2 separate regions of the Mus musculus genome follow, and region 2 is linked to region 1. Evidence: chromatin contacts called from public promoter capture Hi-C data. All regions are on one chromosome and are shown on one strand. Each heading gives the region's core, a stretch centred on a gene start, on an enhancer-like site or on the middle of the called end of the contact. The rest is flanking DNA. Distances are from core to core; before and after follow the strand shown.

Evidence for each region. Capture Hi-C pulls out chosen DNA fragments and counts their contacts.
Region 2: a promoter capture Hi-C map of adipose tissue shows a contact between it and region 1. The contact joins two enhancer-like sites. A contact is called at or near these places in 2 of 39 promoter capture datasets (the C10 cell line and the HPC-7 cell line), 5 of 115 datasets of contacts at active chromatin or transcription factors (the 230-238 cell line, craniofacial prominence, embryonic stem cells and 2 more) and 3 of 9 other capture datasets (adipose tissue, liver and pancreatic islet).

What each region holds. Positions count from the first base shown.
Region 1 is chr11:76,165,550-76,169,182 of GRCm38.p6, forward strand. It overlaps Vps53 (VPS53 GARP complex subunit), which reads right to left. Exons shown (of 22, transcript NM_026664.4): 3 at 650-699. The region is part of intron 2 of Gm46252 (a long non-coding RNA gene); the gene reads left to right. Among named protein-coding and RNA genes, the nearest start is that of Vps53, 12 kb to the right of the region's middle. Within about 2 kb of position 1,677, at least 41 of the 459 cell types and tissues checked have an H3K27ac peak or open chromatin away from gene starts, as enhancers often do. A contact at or near this core is called in adipose tissue, where this site is marked.
Region 2 is chr11:76,448,076-76,451,708 of GRCm38.p6, forward strand. The region is part of intron 16 of Abr (active BCR-related gene); the gene reads right to left. Among named protein-coding and RNA genes, the nearest start is that of Timm22, 43 kb to the left of the region's middle. Within about 2 kb of position 1,671, at least 93 of the 459 cell types and tissues checked have an H3K27ac peak or open chromatin away from gene starts, as enhancers often do. A contact at or near this core is called in adipose tissue, where this site is marked.

The sequences.
Region 1 (3,633 bases), core at 427-2,926:
TTTTTCCTTTTTTTTTTTTTTTTTTTTTTTTTGATAAGGTCTCATAAATCCCAGACAGGTCTCAAGCTTACCACGTAGCCAAAGATGACCTTGAACTTCTGATTCTCCTGCCTCTCCTGCCTCTCCTGCCTCTCCCTCCCACGTGCTAAGACTATAAGTGTTTGCACCCATACGTGGTTTATGGGTTTATGCCATGCTTTTAGGACTGAATCTGGGGCTTCATGTTATTATGCTGGGTTAGCACTCTTCTAAGTTACATTCCCAGCCCTGATGATTTTTTTTTTTTTGGTCTTGTTTTGTTTTAAGACAGGGTCTCACTGTACAGCCCTGGCTATATAAAATAGGCTGGTTCTGAACTCAGAGATCCACTTGTGTCTACCCCTGAGTGCTGGGATTAACGGTGTGCACCACGACAGCCCGCCTGATGGTAACTGCTTTTGAACAGTCTGTTCCAGCTCCCTTCGTTTTGTATGGGCAGTAAAACACTGGCCAAAGAATCAAGCTCTTTGCCATAGAGTTTACATGAAAAGCCACAAGAGAAGAATTACTTTTAAATTTGAGATTTCAGTGCTTTCATCAAAAAATGTGATTCAGATATGACTAGATTAACAATATGCCTTTCATTAAAAAAGCATATGGCATTACTTACCTTATTTTCAGTCTAATTTTGTTCACAACATCGTCAATGTTTGCCAGAGACTACAATAAAGAAAAGAAGATTGCTGGCTGTTAATGTCCTTGTTGGAATTTTCTTTCACAGAGAAATAATGCACTCAAGGGATGTTTGTGACACCTCAAGAAGTTTGATCTTGATAGCACATTTAATTCTTTTAAAAATCATCTTATTTTTTTAAAATGTTTTGGTTTGTGTACATGTGCACATGGTGTACATGTGTGTAGGCATGTATGTCCATTCTTTGAACACACAGATGCACAGGCCAGAGGGTGACATCAGGAGTCTTCCTCACTGCCCACCTTATGTACTGAGGTAGTGTCTCTCACACCCAAGGCTCACCGATCCACCTAGTCTTCCCTGCCAGCTTGCTCTGGAAACCCCTTGTCTTCACCTTCTGAGTGCTGAGAGTATAGGCAAGCCACCATGCCCAGCATCTACATGTGTGCTCAGGAACCAGACTCAGTCGCCACACTTTTTCACCCTCAGCAGTGCGTACTGAGCCATCTTCCCAGCCCCTAAGCATAGCTGACAAATACTATCTGTTCTCTTTTTGAAGCTTTATTGGAAGGCAGCCACATTAGTCAACTCCCATGTGGCTGTGGCTGCTCATGTACTGTGGTGGCAGAGCTGGGAAGCTGTACCGGGCACTGCGGGACCTATAAAGCTTAGAAGACTGTCTTGACCTTTATGGGAAGTTTGCTAACACAGGACATACAAGGTTGTGGCCTGGATGAGATGGTGCAAGCTTGTATTTCCAGCACTCAGGAGACAGAGCCAGGGGAGTCTCTTGAGTTCTAGGCTGGCCAGCACTACAAAGTGAGACCCTGCCTCGAAAGAAAAAAAAATATGACTATAAAACAAACTATAGAAAGACATGGGATGAATGGATACAGCCATACCAAGATGCCTAATTCTTACACACCACTGCTGGGGAAAGTCAGGAGCAAGGCTGCAGATGACACAACCCCACTGATGCAATCCCAAAGCAGGGGGGGGGCTACTTCTCACCCGAGTCCAACAGCAGCTCTCTGAGGAAGCAGTGGCTGACACAGCCAGAGAGGCTCACCGAGGACACTGTGTTAGTCCTCAGGGTCCTCCTTGAGTGATGGTGCCCTTCACCTGGGAAAGTTCATGAGTCTGCTCAAGCAAGCACAATGGTACACACCTGTAATGCCAGCACTCAGGAGTCTGAGGCAGGAGGATCACAAGTTTGAGTAGCAGTCTACTTAGTGAGTCTCTTTAAAAAAAAAAAAATCAGGCAGTGGTGGCTGAGTATTTGTCTATATTTTAATTCATCTCTACTGACTGCTATGGAATAGTGAAAACAAGCAAACCTCGAAAGAAAATACGGTGAAATGGTGCCCCCTGGTGGAAGATGGGAGGATGGTAATTTTCTAATTCCCTTGGCCTTTTCCCCAACAGATACTTTTTCTCAGGAGGAACTACGCTTAAAAATTAAAAATTGCTTCTGGCTCTCTGCTACAGGAGGAAGCCAGAAACCTTCCAGGAACAGACCTGAGATGCCACATTACCCTGTTCACACAACTTCCGCTAAGCCAAGGCTTACTCGGAATTTTCAGAAATCCAAGAATAGTCAGCCAGCGGTGAAAGTGAAATTCAGAAAAGAGAAGCTATTTTAATGAGGAAAACAACTCAGGTGGGGTGAACTTGTTCCTACTCTGTTATGTTAGTCCCTTCACAACTGGACTGTGTATGATTTAAATCACTGCCCATGTCAGAACAGCCAGTGAGTTATCCAGGACCACACACTCGTCCACTCTGCCACTGCCAACTCGCTGGAGGGCAGTTGTTCAACATCCCTGAGTTTCTAAGGAAAATGAGCATAACAGCTCCTGGCCTACTAACTCTGCTGGAGCCCTCTTTTTTTGTTTTGTTTTGTTTTGTTTTGCTTTTTTCGAGACAGGGTTTCTCTGTGTAGCCCTGGCTGTCCTGTCCTGACTCACTTTGTAGACCAGGCTGGCCTCGAACTCAGAAATCCGCCTGCCTCTGCCTCCTGAGTGCCGGGATTAAAGGCGTGCACCACCACGCCCGGCTTGGAGCCCTCTTAAAGCAACAGTAGTGAGAGTGTGTGTGTGTGTGTGTGTGTGTGTGTGTGTGTGTGTGTGTGCGCGCGCGCGCGCGCACGTGTGCACTTAAGTGCAGGTATGTGCACACAAGTACCACGGCTTGAGCACAAATCTCAAAGGACAGCTTGTGAGGGTCGGGTCTCTTCTGTTGTGTGAGTCCTGGGACTGAACATAAGTCCTCACATAGGTCCTCAGGCTTAGGGGCACGTGCCTTACCTGTTGAGCCTTCTACCAGTCTGTGTATATAGTCATTGTCTGTCTGTCTGTCTGTCTCTCTCTGTCCCCCTCCCTCTCTCTCCTCCCCTTTGTCTTTCTCTCTGTCTGTGTCTCTGTCTGTTTCTCTCTCTCTCTCTCTCTCTCTCTCTCTCACACACACACACACACACACACACACACGTTGACTTAAAAAATGTTTTAAGACCAGATGGTAGTGGCACACATCATTATCCCAGCACTCCTCAGAAAGCAGAGCCAAGCAGATCTCTAAATTCGAGGCCAGCCTGGTCTACAGAGCGAGTTCCAGGACAGCCAGGGCTACACAGAGACACCCTGTCTCAAAAGAAAAACAAAGTATTTGAGAAATCTGGATGAAGGCAGCCAGGAATTCTGCTTTGTTACCACACCTCTAAATGAGGGACATACAAGATAATATGTCTTACATACTCATGGATAACTATGTATATATCATATATAATTACACACTATAAGACTGTTTTAATTACAAGTATAAAATATTTATAAGGTATTTAAAATTGTCAAAACATATTCACAAGCAAAAATCTAGACAGTAAGAGCACGTAGTGAAATGCAGGCTTCCGCTTGCCCAGTTCCACCTGACTGCAGCTTCTCTTGAGCAGAAGCCATGGCTCC
Region 2 (3,633 bases), core at 421-2,920, 280 kb after region 1:
AATTACATGCCTGCTACTATATAAACTGATTAAAAGTACCTTAATAATGTGCTTTTAAAATGTATATCTAAAGACTATATACAGGCCTAAACCAGGGTTTATGATACAATGCCATGAAAATAGAAAAAATATACAAAACACACACTATGATTAAGCCTACATAATAGTGTACACACCCAAGGGCGGGGGGAAAAGCACAGAATTATATAATAAAGGGTCGTGGGATTCAATGGGAGGGCTGGTGACTGTCAAGACTCTTCACAATGACTCTAATTTTTCAATACAAACCCTGCTTTTGGAATTAAAGATCCAGCGCTCTTAGATCCCCCAGCCTCACATCCTTCTTGAAGCCTCCCTACCTCCAGCCACATAACCTTCCCTGTTAGTTTCTACCCATTCCTTACCCAGGACAGTGGGGGCTGCAGAGCACCCTAGCAATGGGCTTTGGAGTTGGCAGCAGAGGCTAACTAGCTCTAGGTTAGGGTGCTGCTTCTCCTGAGTTCACACCTGGACCTTGGACAGGTTATTTGCTCTCACTGCCTGGGTGTGCTTATCTTTGTGACCCTTCCTGCTCACAGGATGCTGTGGAGACCCCCTGCGGCCATAGCTGAGGGCTTCTTAATCAGTATTGTGCTAGCATCTTGTGCTGCTGTCTGGTAGCCTGTAGTACAATACTAGCCCTTCAATCTGATAGGGTACCCTACACTTATGTGCATTCACTGCAGAGGCACTGTAAATTTCCCCCTCCCCAAATTTATAACCTGCCTGGCTCTTTTCCATGCATTCTACCTCTTTCTAGGCACACTATGCTAAAGTGTTTTGCATCCGGAGGTGACACTACTCCAACCAATGGCAATCTGAGGCTCTTGTTATGCCAGACAGCAAGACTCCAGCTCCATCACCAGGCCTTTAGCCACGTCAAGGCCTTTCAAACCTGGGCTGCAAGACTTCTTGATGAAGGCCTAAGATATACAGAGGACCAAGGAGACAGCATAGCATTCCCTGCATACTGTCAGCAGAGGCACTTTGGGCTCAGTGTCCCATCTGTGAAGCAGGACAAAGGGGTCACCTTCCATGCAGAGCTGTATCAGGATCACATCAGACAGCACTTGGGTCTGAGCTTCTCAGAGCACAAATACTGGACACACATGGCAGTGACCAGTGCTACCATTTGTCTGCACTGATTATAACACACAGCCCTGCCTCCACTTTCAGATGCGCTCCTACATCATGGCTACAAGAGAGCAACCCATCACAGAAGCAAACGCCTAGAGCTCAGACTCCGGGTCCCCTCACTGATCCCAGGCTGGGCTGAGTAGAGGCATCCCCCCACCCCCACCCCATTGAGCATCCCTTAGGTCCTACCTCCTCTCCCACCAAGCTCTCAGGACCCGCTGAAGGGAAGCAGCAACCTGGGTTGCAGAATTAGGTAGAACTCTAGACACCTTAAACATGTGGCAGCTATGGAAACAGGCTGTCCTACAGCTCCGTGGGGCCTGGCCATGTGGGACTGTCCAGTGCAGACTATCCATCCAGCCTGGCTGTCTCAGTGGCTCTGAGGTAGCTACAGTGCAGGGCTTTAAGAGCCACGTCACCCCCTCCCCAGTGCCCAGGAGATGGTGAGGTGAATCCATGGCTCATAGCCCGGGTTGTGCTCAGGAGGCTGAGTGCTAGAGAACTTCAAAGGCCTCCTGAGGCCCTGGGCTCTGAGCTGCCCACTCACTGGCCTGGTCGGTCGGCTGGCAGCTGGGACGTTTGTGTTTCTTTTAATATCAACTCTCAGGCATTTAACATTCTTCGAAGCTAAAACCAGAAACATTTTCCTTAGCAGAATGTGCTTTCGGCTTTGCCAAATACAACCTGGCAGCCTCCCCTCCCCCGAGACCTCCATCTGCTCCTGTCTCCAAGAGCTGATGATTTATGGTATTTCCTCTGGGCCTGAGCAGCACCGTGAGGGCAGAGGGAGCCGGGCTGCCTGCCATCCAGGGGGAGACTCCTGGCCCTGGGATCTGAGTGGAGAGAGGCAGGGGGCCGTAGTGCTCACAGAGCTGGCTGCCCTGGTCACTCTTACATTTTACAGCCATCGATGGCCCAGGCAGCGTGGCAGCTTCTTACATCGCTTGGCTGCTTGTCTGCCAAGGCTGGCCAGGCCAGCCTGGAACTTGTTCCCTGCTTATTGCTTGGGCCTTGACCAAGGCCATAGAGGTGAGGGTTTTGCTACTTAAGAGGACATGTGACAGGGATTGGATTCAGAGAGCTTTCTGTCATTCTTATTTCCGAAACAATGAAGGGCTGGCACGTGGTTGCCTAGCAGCACTGTCTCCCTGGTGACAGCACCAATGAACAGGGTACAGGTCCCTCAGCATCAGGAAAGCTGTGCTTAAGAACATGAGGCAGATGGCTGGGCCTCGACTGGAGGGTACCACCCCTCTATTTAGATACTGAACCCAAGACAGGTGGGGGATGGGGATACCCACACACCTCCCAGTGGCACCAAGTAAAACACCAGAGAACAATCAACACTATCTTAAAAAAGAACGCAGTGGTTACAACCCTTAGAGGACCCAGGATTTGTTTCTAGCACCCTCCATCCTTAACTCTAATACCAGGGGGTACAACACCTTCTCTGGTTCCGCCGGCACCAGTCACACAAGCAGTGAATACACATGCATGCTGGCAAAATCCCCATAAACATGAAATAAAAACTAGTATTAAAAAAGAGTGACACATGGGGCTGGAGAGATGGCTCAGCAGTTGAGAACACTGACTGCTCTTCCTGGGGTCCTGAGTTCGATTCCCAGCAGCCACTTGGTGTCTCACAACCATCTGTAATGGGTTCTGATGCAATCTTCTGGAGTGTGTCTGAGGACAGCTACAGTGTACTCATATAAATAAAAATTTTTAAAAAATCTTTAAAAAACAGAAAAAGAGTGACACTCCCTGCCCAGGATGAATTTGGTATGCATGTTGGGGTCAAAAGTTAAGAGACCCAGAGCATCCATGCCTGCCACCCAGCCTTGTCATTATCTCCCTTAAGTTCATGGTCACAGAATCTGCACACACTGTGTCTTAAGGGTGAGCCACACAAGGCGCCAAGCAGCAGTGTGAATGGCTCCATGCTAAACATTATCCCTCAAGCTTTCTCGAGAAGATAAGTAGATAGCAGCATTTTTCAAAACTGGCACAATGCCTCAGAGATACAAGTGCACACAGACCCTTTCCCTCATTTCCATCTTCTGGGCACCAGGAAACACTGAAACACGTGCACTCACTGAGGCTCTGACTCTGTTGATATCCTTTCCCTCCCCTCCCCACCGCCAAGACAGTGACTCCCATCACAGGTGAGGACAGTACAGGAACTTGGAGCCCGGCAGCCCTGCTGATCCTAAGCCCTTGTGGTAGAATGGCAACCACTGGGGCACATGTGACTCCCCTCTGTCTCACACCCATAGCACACACAGCTCATTACAAGCATCTACATCTCTTCCTGCTTATGACAGCCTCGTGATGCTTCCCAACATAGCATCACATAGAAAACCACCAACAGACTGAAAGTTATTATGACAACAAAGGCAGGAACACGGTAGTCTACCTGGGCCAGGTATGGTCGCCAGGGGACCCAGGATCTCTGGG